Regions from separate parts of the Mus musculus genome. Here all the other regions are linked to region 3. Evidence: chromatin contacts called from public HiChIP or PLAC-seq and promoter capture Hi-C data. All regions are on one chromosome and are shown on one strand. The core of a region is the stretch at or near the end of the contact, and the rest is flanking DNA. Distances in the headings are between cores, read along the strand shown.

What was found. Promoter capture Hi-C pulls out the DNA fragments that hold promoters and counts their contacts. HiChIP or PLAC-seq counts read pairs in DNA pulled down with a chosen protein or histone mark. Capture Hi-C pulls out chosen DNA fragments and counts their contacts.
Region 1: a contact with region 3 is called in a promoter capture Hi-C map of liver. The contact joins the promoter of 2310009B15Rik here to the promoter of Aspm in region 3. A contact is called at or near these places in 2 of 39 promoter capture datasets (the C10 cell line and pre-B cells), 4 of 115 datasets of contacts at active chromatin or transcription factors (embryonic stem cells, large pre-B cells and microglia) and 1 of 9 other capture datasets (liver).
Region 2: a contact with region 3 is called in a promoter capture Hi-C map of pre-B cells, with 2.6 times the contacts expected there. The contact joins the promoter of Nek7 here to the promoter of Aspm in region 3. A contact is called at or near these places in 3 of 39 promoter capture datasets (HPC-7-derived erythroid cells, erythroid cells and pre-B cells), 2 of 484 Hi-C or Micro-C datasets (both in the G1E-ER4 cell line) and 2 of 115 datasets of contacts at active chromatin or transcription factors (large pre-B cells and pro-B cells).
Region 4: a contact with region 3 is called in an H3K27ac HiChIP or PLAC-seq map of epiblast stem cells, with 4 times the contacts expected there. The contact joins the promoter of Kcnt2 here to the promoter of Aspm in region 3. A contact is called at or near these places in 6 of 39 promoter capture datasets (the C10 cell line, cranial neural crest, embryonic stem cells and 2 more) and 1 of 115 datasets of contacts at active chromatin or transcription factors (epiblast stem cells).

Annotation. Positions count from the first base shown.
Region 1 is chr1:138,855,450-138,858,336 of GRCm38.p6, reverse strand. It overlaps 2310009B15Rik (RIKEN cDNA 2310009B15 gene), which reads left to right and starts at 1,483. Exons shown (of 3, transcript NM_001081226.1): 1 at 1,483-1,756. The coding sequence starts at 1,520.
Region 2 is chr1:138,618,384-138,621,283 of GRCm38.p6, reverse strand. Nek7 (NIMA (never in mitosis gene a)-related expressed kinase 7) reads left to right here and starts at 1,527. Exons shown (of 10, transcript NM_021605.4): 1 at 1,527-1,732.
Region 3 is chr1:139,453,116-139,456,429 of GRCm38.p6, reverse strand. It overlaps Aspm (abnormal spindle microtubule assembly), which reads right to left and starts at 1,657. Exons shown (of 28, transcript NM_009791.4): 1 at 1,226-1,657. The coding sequence starts at 1,498.
Region 4 is chr1:140,244,211-140,247,072 of GRCm38.p6, reverse strand. Kcnt2 (potassium channel, subfamily T, member 2) reads right to left here and starts at 1,355. Exons shown (of 28, transcript NM_001081027.3): 1 at 722-1,355. The coding sequence starts at 816.

The sequences.
Region 1 (2,887 bases), core at 234-2,733, 600 kb after region 3:
GTAGCTCAGGCTGGCCACAAACATAATCCTCATGTCTCCACCTCTGAAGCCCATAAATCTAATTTTGTGGTGTTGGTTGGGGGCGAACAGGAACATGACCTATGCTTAAATTCTCAAGTTTAATGATAATCATGTTGGGTGAATTTAACTTTGGTCCCATCTTTCCAGATTTCCTTAAAGTCCCTCAGAACATCAGGTAGTCTTCAAATGGCAAATATACTACTCCAATGTAAAGGAACATTTAAACACAGGATTCAAATTTATTAATTCACTGAGTTTTACAATATACCAATAGAGTTGTTTCCATCTGTGATTAAGGACATCAAATCGGGGGCTGGACAGATGGCTTAGTGGTTAAGAGCACTTCTAGAGGTGCTGAGTTCAATTCCCAGCAACCACGTGGTGGCTCACAACCATCTAAAATGGAACCCAGTGCCCTCTTGTGGTGTGTCTGAAGAGAACAACAGTGTACTCACATACATAAAATAAATAAATACATAAATCTTAAAAAAAAAAAAAACAGGGCTGGTGAGATGGCTCAGTGGGTAAGAGCACCCGACTGCTCTTCCGAAGGTCCAGAGTTCAAATCCCAGCAACCACATGGTGGCTCACAACCATCCGTAACAAGATCTGACTCCCTCTTCTGGTGTGTCTGAAGACAGCTACAGTGTACTTACATAAAATAATAAATAAATCTTTAAAAAAAAAAAAAAAACAACAACCCAAAACCATCAAATTGTGGTTTCGGAGTTGCAGGGTAAATCAGTGTAAAAAGGAATTGAATTGTCTTTGGTGGCTTTGACAACTTTCTCCTGTCCAACTAACCCACTCTTGCTAAGGATTCACTCCTGCCAATAGCTCTTTACACCAAAGAGCACTAACTACTCAATAACACTGCCTACTCTTGAAATTCAGGCTATGGCATCCAAGGCTGGGGGTGCTGTTAATTTAATGAACACATAAAATTGTTTCTTGGGATCGTGCTAATTTCCCTAAATTTTGTAGGAGTATGGGTGTCACTTTCTCAGACAGGATTTTAGGTTTGGTTTTGTGAAAACTTCACTACACTCTTTGTGTGAGACTTTTCCTTGATTTTCATTCTAGAGTGAGCCAATGAACCATATCACCAAGCTTGTGATTCCAGCTTCATTCCTGTCACACATGACCAGCAAATACGCAGCCTTTTCTATATGGGCTGAAGGTGCTTTCCTTCTTATTATTTTTTTAAACAAGTATGATTATGCAGAATACGATCTAGCTTGATAGGAAATGAAAATGCTCGTCCTTTATCTGAGAAAAAAATAGTAGCGACTTTAAGAGTAAAGAAGGCACCTTCTTCCAGTCTTCATATGCATAATTTTCTTTGCAGAGGACCCAGATGGAGGGAGCTGAAGACTGAGAGGCAGCCCAGTCTACACTGAACAGTGCTCCGCCTCCCCTCTTCGCCCCGCCCCTAGACCGACCCCGCCTCCCCTGCCCACGCCCCACCTCCGGCCCCGCCTCCCACCGCGCCGGCGCCATGGCCGCCCAGGGGATCTGGACGCTGGCGAGGGTATCGCTTGGGAGGCCACCGCCTCGGGCCGAAGGTTTCCGACAGCAGCTCAACTCAACCCTCGGTTCGACTTCCGAAGGAGCCCGCGGCGGCTCCGCGGCCGACTCGTGGGGAACGCCCGAAGGAGAACCAAGGCATCCAGCGAGCCGAGAGTTAACTGCAGCGGAGAGGCACATCGTCGAGCTGCACCGGGCCGCCTGCGCGGTGAGGCCCGCTCCAGCCTGCCCCGCGCGCGGCCTCTGCGCCTGCGCGCGCCCGGCCACCCGACCCCGAGGCGGCCCGGCCGGGAGGTGTTGGACCTCCGGCCTGGGGCGGGTCGGCCTGGGGCGTCCGCTCAGAGGGTCCTGCGAGAAACCCGGTCGCACTTTTGCGTTCCGGACAGAGAGGTGTCTGCCCTGAGATGGGAGGCTCGCGAGGCTCGGTTTTTGATCTGCGTCCCAGCTAAAGGCTTGTCTCGGTTTGTGTGTGTGCGCGCCCTCCAGCGTGTGAGTGTGTTGTGTGGGGGAAATGGGTGCTGAGGAACTGAGGGTAGGACTGAGCTCTTACAGGGAACGTATGTAGTACAGACATGTTGCCTGTGCGTGATAACTCGAGCAGCCTGCCATCCAGTGACTTTAGTAATGCAAACATAAGACAGACGCTTTACATTTTTGCCCCGTGTCCTCTCATCCTTTGCCTCCAGTCCAAGTGAGCGAAAGAAATTATAATCAGGCAAGTTTGCATTTTTCCTTAGGCATTCTTAAATCACCTTTTCTTCTGGTTTATGGATTTGACAATTGCTTGTCACCACCAATATCTAACCTTATCTCCCTTCAGTTTCCTGACACTTTAGAATACAATAGTTTGAAGATAGCATTATTTATATTTTAAGTTTTATAATGATGTAAGAGTGACTTGTAATAAATCTGTGTATTAAGCTCTGTGTTTGGCTAGTACTTGATAAGACCACTTATTTGGTTTGGCTTGAGACACAGGCAGAGGCAAACCTTGAACGTTTCCTAAAGTTGACACTCAGCCTTGGGAGTAGTATGTCCCAAAAATCCACTGTCTAACCCCTTCATGTGTTGCAAGTGAATAAAGATTTATCGAAAAATTATTGACAGCCTTTGACCGTTCTTGCTTGTGCTCTTATTTTAAGTATAACAAACACATGCAGTTTGTTTCCACAAGTCACCATACAAATATGGTTTGTAAAACCCAGAAGTCTTATCATTTTTCAAGGCAAACAACAGTGGCCTGTATAGATTGGTTCGATCAACATAGCAAAAGGAAGGCAAGTATTTGCACCGGGGAACCCACAACCTTTTCATCAGTGGGGTTTCACAGGTCATGTGA
Region 2 (2,900 bases), core at 278-2,777, 840 kb after region 3:
CTGGGGTCTGTCTGGTTTTGCTAGCATTCTGGTCTAAGCCTGATCAGAATGTGTTACAGATACCATTATGTTTCCTTTTAAACTTCCAGTTTCTTCACCCTCCACTTTATTCTTCACAGCTCTGTTGTCTCTCAACTTACACCTGCAATGAATTTCCATTTCATTCAGAATAAAAATTAAGAGTTCGAAGTTCCACATCTGATAGTTCACCCTTTCTTACTCCACCAGCCTCTCTCCCTTGCTCACTAAGTTGGATCCTACCTGCATAGGCTTACTGGCTGTTTCTCCAACATGGCGAACCCATGCCTGACAGGGTAACCTTGCATTTCCTGGGTAAAACAGTCTACTTCCTGACAGTCACATGGCTCCTTTTCTCACATCTTCAGGTCTCTGCTCAAATTCCAAGTGACTTTCCCTGATAAACATGTTTAAAGGAGCACTCACACCCCGAGCTTTGTTTCTCTATGAAATAGATATAAAAGACATTAGGTAATTTGGACTTCCTCACTGAAGCTAAGTTTTATGAGAGCAGGGCTCTTGCACGTAGCTGATTGTAGAACTCCACCTGGCAAATCTGTACCGATTAAGCACTTGCCCCAACGTCACCTCTTGAAATTTAATTTTCTTACTAAAATTAACGTTTGCATTCTTTTCTAATTATATTTCACATACTTGCATTCGTGTGTGTGTCACATTGCAGTACGGATGTCAGAAAACAATTTGTGGGTCCTGGGAATCAAACTCCTGAGTCATCTTGCTGGCCCAAACTTTCTAAATCTTGCTTCTATTGTTTTAATCCATTTGAGCTATAATACCGCTTTTTCTTGTTGTTGTTTTTTGGCTCTATTCCCTTGGCAGGGGAACGAAACCAGAAAAAGGCCTACTGATATCAAATGGTTAAGATCTGTGCTCAAGCACGCTGTTGTATGTCATCGTCTGTTTCTAAGGAGAGGCGTTAAGGCTGACTTCCAAGAAAGACCACGATAAGTTAAGCGACTGGCCACTGAATGATTAGCATCTAGGTATGACAGACTCTACACTGCCTCCTAGCTGTTCGCTCCATTCGTTCAAATCTGGTTAGTGGAACAGTAGGAATCAAAGCTTTGCTTTTGAAAAGCTCCATGTACTAGGGAGAGACCCATATTGCAAATATGTGACGTGTAAACGAATTTATCTAATGTAATATTTTTGTAATGCCACTTTGTGAGTGTGCCTGTATCCCAAAGATTCTGCATACCTACCAACTAGTTCAACTTTCGGAAGGGTCCTGAAAAGCTTTCTTAAAACTGGGACGCTAAAGTCTAGATTTGCTTAGCCAGACTCCGGGAAAACTCTCGTTTGCCTGCACTGACACCATGTAGAGGCAGCTTAAACTACTTGGTAAGTGGGATCAAAAAACTCCGATCTGGAGGCAGGGGTCGACCGCCGTAAGCGAGGCACACCCCAGTTCTCGGGAAAGTGGTAGCGTGGGCTCCGGAGCAGGGTGCGGGCGCGGGGAGGGGCCTGCGGCGGCCCGCCCTCTCCTCGGGGATGCCGGGATGTTTACCCTCCTGACAGCCGCGGCCGCCGGAGGAGGAGCGGAGCCGGGAGGATGGGCCGCCGCTAACCTCGCAGTGGGAAGCGCGGGCCGAGCAGGGTGGGAGCCGGCGCCTGCAGTGGCGCGGGGAGAGGCGATCGGCCCCGGATCCCGCAGCCCTGCAGCCCGCGTAGACCGAGCTGCCCCGGCGCCCCGGTGAGTATGTACGGCCCGGCCGGGTGGGGCCGGTGCGGGGAGCGGGCGGGCCGCGTGGGGCCTCGGGCTCTCGTGCCTCCGAGGACCGCCCGGGACGCCTGCAACTGGCGGAGCGTGGTGCAGGCCGCTGGCTGCAGGAGCTCAGAGTCCGGGCGCTTCGACCCCAGGAAGCTCCACGACGGTGGTGGTGGCGGCAACAGGTCTCCGGGCTCCGACAGGAGGAACTCCAGCGAAGACCCGCCTCCGGGCTGAGCTCATTGGTCACCTTGGCTATTTACAGCTCGAGGATTGGCTCAACCGATTCGGCTGCAGCCCAGTTTAGAAAAGTGAAGTTCACGGACCGGGGAGTCAGTCGAGCGTGAGTGGTGGGGTAGTCAGGTCGAGGTCCGATTGAAACCGATCCAGGGCTGGGATGCAGCAAAGTATGAGCTGAGTCCCAGTGGGGCGAAGGTGAAGTTAGGCCGTGGAAGATGCTGCTAAGCAATGTCGATAGCCTCCGCCTGGTGCTAGAGGCCTTGGAAGACCCACAAGAGATACATTTATTGACTCACATACTATACTCGAATAGCCTAAGTCTTTGCCCGCGCTAAACACTAAGAATATATTTACTTTAAAGTAAGATATGTTTTGTGCCCTTTACAATTCTGGTGATGGAACTGAATATAGCAAAAACAATCTAGAGATGTAAAGGACTTTTTTTTCTTTTTGAGATTACTAACTTTAAAGGTTGTAATTGGATTCAATGCCCGCAGTTTATAGAGCATTATTAGGACCACTCTTTAGTTTCTCCTCCAAGGAATCTGCAGTTCCCGGGAGGAACTGACGTTCATGACGGTGTGCTTTGATAGAGTTGCTTTACAGAATAATGTTCCGAATAAGCTTATTATAAATCTGTTCTCTTCTAGACGATGGGATGTTGATGTGATCCAAGAAAGGTTTAGTACTCATACTCAAAAATTTATAGTTTGGGACAACCGGACAAACTCTGAAAATGATGAATAAAAGATAAAGCCTGCAGTGCTTTGTAGCATTTCTCACTAGTATTCATGGCTGCAGTATTTCGTGATGGCCAGTGCACTTTATTGAACTAACATGCAACCTAAGCAGTTATTTCATCTTCACAGCTATCTGCCACCACTCCGAGAGACCCGGACCATAATTTGCTTTA
Region 3 (3,314 bases), core at 408-2,907:
GGCTCGGGACCTAGCTCAGTGGTGAAGTGTGTGCTTTGACAAGGTTAAGACTAAGACGTCATGTGTGCTGGAATGAAACATGTTTAGGTGAAAAGGATACGCTCTTCTGGAAAAGTAGAAATCCTAGCTTTTTAGGCCAGCTGATTAACACTAAGAACAGACTTTCCCCTCTACAAGCCAGGATTTATCCTTTAAAAGATATCTATAGACAGAAATCCAGGCAGTTGTTCATCAAAGGGAAGGGCAATGGTTTCTTAAGTGTTGGGATTCCCGATGATGCAACCAACCAACCTTTCCCTGAGGACGATCCTTACTAGTTAGTAGGCGGTGTGTGCAGGCTCCCTCAGCTAACTGTTTCCACAGCTTTAGAGATTCTACTCATTGAAAAGTAATCCAGTCAGAATGAAACACCTCTTAAGACTACAAGAATAGCAAAAGGAAAAAAAAAAAAAAAGAGTAAAATACAAAGGTTGCCTACACATCACATGTAAGGGTTTGGACTGGATATTTAAACAAAATAGTTTTTTTTTTCATTATCACAATAGAAATGTAGTTCCACTGAGTCCAAACATAAGAAAAACAAATGCATATTAAAATGGCTGAAAAGAAGCAATTAGAAAAGTTTCATCAATGTACTCCTCCTGTCTCAAAACAGGGAAATGTTAAAGTATATCATCTTTAGATACTCAAACATATTTTGCAACGCCTGCCAAACGTCTATTTAAAACGCTTATCTGTTTAACAGAAACTCTCTGAAATGCTTCTAGGGATGGCAGGTGCACGCGCTTTTAATCATCATTCCAAGCGAGTTACTGCCCACTTTTTCCAAACTGCAAGACACCAAAGCCCGTCAACTGAGTTGACGTGGTGCTGGGGTCTTCCTCTCTAGTAGTCCCACTTCTGCAGAGGGTGTTCCCGGGGTCAAGAAGGAGAGTAGATTTGGTGTTGGGTCTAGCTCTTTTCCAGCCTCGCCTAGGCAGAGGGAGCCCCACCCACTTTCCCATCCCTGGTCAAGTCCCGGAGCTGACAAGGTCTTGGGGTCCTGTTGTATCCCTGCCCTACCCTGCAAGGAGAGCGTCCCAAGATCAAAACAGTACACCGACTTGGTCTCGGAGTCCCATTATCTCCTAGCCCCACCGTGAAGACTAGGAGCTGATTCAGATCTTCTCAGAGTTTCTTACTATATCCCAAGGTGACGCCACGGGGACGTGCCCCTCGCACCCACCTTCAGCTCGCAGCGGTTCGGCGCCACGCTGAAGCCCTGGCCTGCGGCGCGCAGCAGCGACAGCTCCACCTGCAGAGGTTCCTCGTGCGGGTTGTGCAGGACCAGAGACCGCGTCCGCGACGTGCCCACGCGGACATCCCCGAAGCAGAGGAAGGGAACGCCGCAGAAGTGGCTGAGCAACAGCACCGGCGGAGACGGGTCCCCGGCCTCAGGATCTGGTCGCGCCCGCCGCCCCCTCTCCTCTGGGCAGGAGGCTGCCTGCATCGTCGCCATGGCAGCCACCCGTACCGGGCAGTCAGGTACCCGCTGTCCGGCTCCCGCCGGCTTCCCGGAAGCCAACGACCAGGACAAGGACAAAGATCAAAAAGCCAAAAAGATCCCCTAAACTCCCGGGAAAGTAGCCCAGCCGCTTTTGCTCGGTTCAAATATCGCGCCTCCACCAATGGGAGCTCCCGGAACCTCCTCGCTACAGCACCAACCAGCGAGGAGAAACCCGCCCACATCACTAAAAAGAGCCAATGAGCGAACGAAAGCGCCTGGCCAATGAGGAAGCGGCGCCTTGTTTAAACGATGGTGGGGTTGTCAGGGTTACCTGGGGCAAAAACAAAACAGGGCAGCAAATTTCCCCGACTCTACGAGCCGGTCAATTAGAACGGAAATTAGCCTTGGTGTTTTAAACACTTTGCGGGGAAGAAAAGGGTATCATAACTGTCCAACCCACGGCTGCATGCGGTCCTGAATAGCTGAGTGCAACTTGTGAACAAGTTCCTGGAAAGAAGTGGCATCTTCAACTGGTTCCTAGGCAAGGCTGCGTGATATGAACATCAGTGATGGTGGAGGGGTTAGAATGCTGGCGGCCAAGCACTATAAACAATTACTGGGGAACACAACTAGCTAGTCTTAATAGCCATGTCGTGCTATCCTTCTTAAGTTACCTAATGTCTTTGTGACCATTGTGTAAAATAGTTGTATGGAGAAATACAGCACTGGTTTCCAACCAACCAAAAATGAGTACTGCCAGCATCTGAGGCTATACCAGGGTTCCCTATTGCCTTAGCACACGTCTAATGTTTCTCCTATGTATTTGAAAAGTGCCTCTAATTGGCTTTGTTTTGTTTTGTTTTGTTTTTCCCGAGACAGGGTTTCTCTGTATAGCGCTGACTGTCCTGGAACTCACTCTGTAGACCAGGCTGTCCTGGAACTCAGAAATCCGCCTGCCTCTGCCTCCCAAGTGCTGGGATTAAAGGCGTGCACTACCACGTCCGGTTGCCTCTAAGTATTGTAAAAACAACAACAAAACAAAAACAAGACCATCATTGACTTGTTACGACCTTGGAACATCGAACTTGGAATAAATTATATCTGTGTCCATTGGCCATGGTCTTTCATATGTGACCTCTGAATAAACACTCTCTTAAACGGGACCAGGCTGAGTTTTCATTTTGTGCCTACAAACAATGCTGTACAGTTAATGTGATTTCTTTTTAGTAACTTGTGTGGTTTACCAACATTGTGTCACTATGTCAGAAAGTTCCACAGTGATTGTCACACATTACCAGTTAGCCAAGAAATATTTATATAAACCAAGTCTTCCTATCTGACATGTCTGTTCAGAACTAACCACCTTTATACGTTTCCTTGGCTGACCAGAGATGTAATGAGCTGGTAGCATGTTGTTGGGCTGTTTTGTGTTTTTTAGACATGATCTCTCTTTGTGATTATAACCAATAGTGATGGCACATTGAAGACTGGAACAGAAATGGAGCTTGTTAGGTTGGGGTGAGATCCTGTAGAGTTATTAACATTTTACAGCAAGCCTTCCCCCCAAAACCAGAACGAAGAATTGCAGAAATGAGGGGAGGGGGAGGAATGCCCACTTTTAGTATTTTATAGGATATAGTTTTTCAGTAATAGAATTTTGCTACACTTTAAAATTCCCCAAAAGCAATATGACTACTTCAAAGTTATCTCTATCTAATACTTGAAAATATATATAAAAAAATTAAGGCCGATTCAACTATGTATTTAATATATATTTAAGATATTTTAAATAATTTGTAATTTATTAAAATCATGTTTCAAAACGTTC
Region 4 (2,862 bases), core at 106-2,605, 790 kb before region 3:
TAGCCAGAGCATTTTGTATGCAAAATTGCATGAAGCTTTAATGCCATTGATAAAACACGCAAGCAATGTTTTGCTAGTAATAAATATTTCAGCTTTGAAACTTATCGTTTTGAGATATGCACTATTTAGGTGAAAATATATACGAATCATACTACAAGAACCTCTGTTCAGTGTATTTTCCATCCCAGGCATTCTTGCTTCACTAACTACCTGTTACATATTTAAACCAATTGCCCACCTGAACTCCAAATACTCAAACAGTGGAAAATCCCCAGTGGCAAGCAAACATCTCGTCGAGACAACACTGACAAGGAGTAAGAAAGTGGGTACAGGAGATTTCAAGTTTCTACTGTGATTTTTTTTTCCAATCGCTTGGATACATTTATGGGGTGGATTAACTACACCGGGGAAATATTTGACACTGCAACTGCGTGCCATTTGGATGCTACTGTACCTCTGCTTGCAGCCTCACACACAACCAGGGAAGCACAGACAGACAAAGAATATCGAATAAATGCAACAAATGATTCTCAAGAATAAGAAAGTGGAAAGGAAAGGAGTTCCTTGTCCACAGCAACTGCTCTCTGCAGTGTCAAAATGGAGATGTAGAATCCCTTCTACTCCCTCAGTGCTGGTCTCCCTTTCTCTCCATCCCCTCAAAAGCTCTCCAGTCCTGTCCGCTTCCAGCAGTATTTGTGGAACGCTGCACCATGCCACTCACCTGTCATCATTTTGCCAGCCTTGGTCCCCTAGCAGCAAATCCCGGAATCTGTACCTGGGAGGCAGAGGGGGCACTTCGCTCTCCAAATCAACCATCCTTCCTTAAGGAGTGGGCAACATCCAACAAGGGATGGAGGGATGGAGGAGGGCAAAGAGGGGTAGCAAGCACTGCGGAGGGGGTGCCGTGCTGGGGAGGGTGGGAGAAGGGCTTGGGGGACCCGGAGGGGGAGGGGTCGTTCGGCCGGAAGCTGAGGCTGGAAAGGGGTGGCTCCTCTTCCCCAAGGGTGTGATGGGGATGATGCAAACCGAGCCCAGGAGCAAAAGTCTGGCTGCGACTCGAACCAGCGCTGCCAAGGAACCGCCCCCAGGCTCGGCACCGCCTCTGGTCCCTGGGACCGGGGGGAGGCGGGAATGCAAAAGTTACTTCACGGACAGAAAAAAAAAAAAAAGGAAAAGGAAAAATTTAAAAAAGAAAGAAAAGAAAAGGAAAAGAAAATTCGCGCGGTGCCTAGAAAGAGGGTAGGTGGTGGGTGTGAGCACCGCGTGATGGCTAGGCACTTTCCTGAAAGGCAAGGACCAGAGCCTCCCACTAGGGCATCCCCGGCCACAGCTCCCTCGCAGGGAGTGCAAGCACTGGGCTCAGCCGGACGAAGGCGGGGGCGAAGGCGGTGGGCTCCGGCTCTCACAGCCAATGAGCCTCCCCTTCATTAGCATAACACAATGACGGCAGGAGGGTGCCTTGGGGACAACCAATGGGGGCGAGCTCTTTCGCAGATTCCAGAGCTCCAGACCCTTCCTGGGAAGTGGATGAGGGGTCCAAGGAAGGTTGCCAGGTGTCACCAGCACCCAAGGCTGTGGTCGCCTTCTGCTTCTGTGGGTGTAGTGGAAATGGCCTGTTCCTGGAGAGGGAATCCCCGCTCTCAGCCCCAAGGAAAGTCCTCATACCCGCCCTTCTTCGTGCTAAAAAAAAAAAAAAAGAGAGAGAGAGAGGTGTTTCCCTGGTCTGAGGAAAATTGCAGGGCACCCTTATACAGCAGCTGAAGAGAAATATTTAAATGAGAACCCCTGCACCCCCATCTCCCATAGCCCCCCCCCCCCCAGCAAGGCAGGCCTCTAGTGAATAAGTGTTGGTGGTGTGAGCTCCTAGGGCAGGTGTCTTCCTATAGGAGTGGTTCACAAGGTCAGAGGAAGAAGAGAACTCAGGACCCAGAGCTGACTTTTCAGCAGCTTCCTGGTCTTCTCTGATACCCACTACCCTGTTCTACTTGCCTACTTTGGTTTTTCCTTCAGGAATGGATACCCGGATACCCCCCAGGGCACCCATTAACAGAAGCAGTCACAACCCAATGGCACCTCAGAAAAGCAAAGACACTTAGGAATCTCAAAGTTTGTAGGTAGCAACAAGATCATAATGGAAACTGGGCCACATTGGAGGGAAAAAAACCTCAACAAATGCACCTCTCCCTCCTAGGGTCAAGAAACCTTAAACATTCTTAAGGTGAGAGAGGAGATAAATAAAGACCAAGTAAAGTTCTTAGTTTTGGTTTTCTTTGGTTTTGGTTGGTTGTTTGGTTGGTTGATTTTTTTTTTTAAGTTTGCTTACCAAGGAAATAGTGACTAATTAATTTTGATTTATTCTTAGTGGAGATCATTTTGCAGAGAATCCACAAAGGAAGCTAAAATGCAGAAAGAAATCATCAACACCAGTGTGATAACAGATGAGTTAATAGCTGCATGCAGTTGTAGATTCCACTTCCTGCTCGTTCATCTAGCCCTAGCTGATAAGCCATATGTGCTTTAGATTTCCCACCTCTCCCAGGTGAGGTGAATGTGTAGCTTTCCTTTGAAGCCTCCAAACTTCATTTTGCTAGTGGTGTTTACCACATTCTGACTTCTTGAGTGATTATCTCTATGCTTTTAAACTCTCTTCTCGTTTTTGTTCAGGGCCTTCAGCATAGACAGATCTTGCCCCAGAAATGCATTGTGATGCTGACAAATGGCATGCTACATTCAGAGTAGGTGTTATTTTAAGTTATAGCTTAAATCTTAGTGGCAATCTTAGTTGAAACCTGAGCGATCAGATAACAGTACTGAATAGAAGAACATTTCTGTCAAAAAAATAAAATAAAATAAGCAAAGATT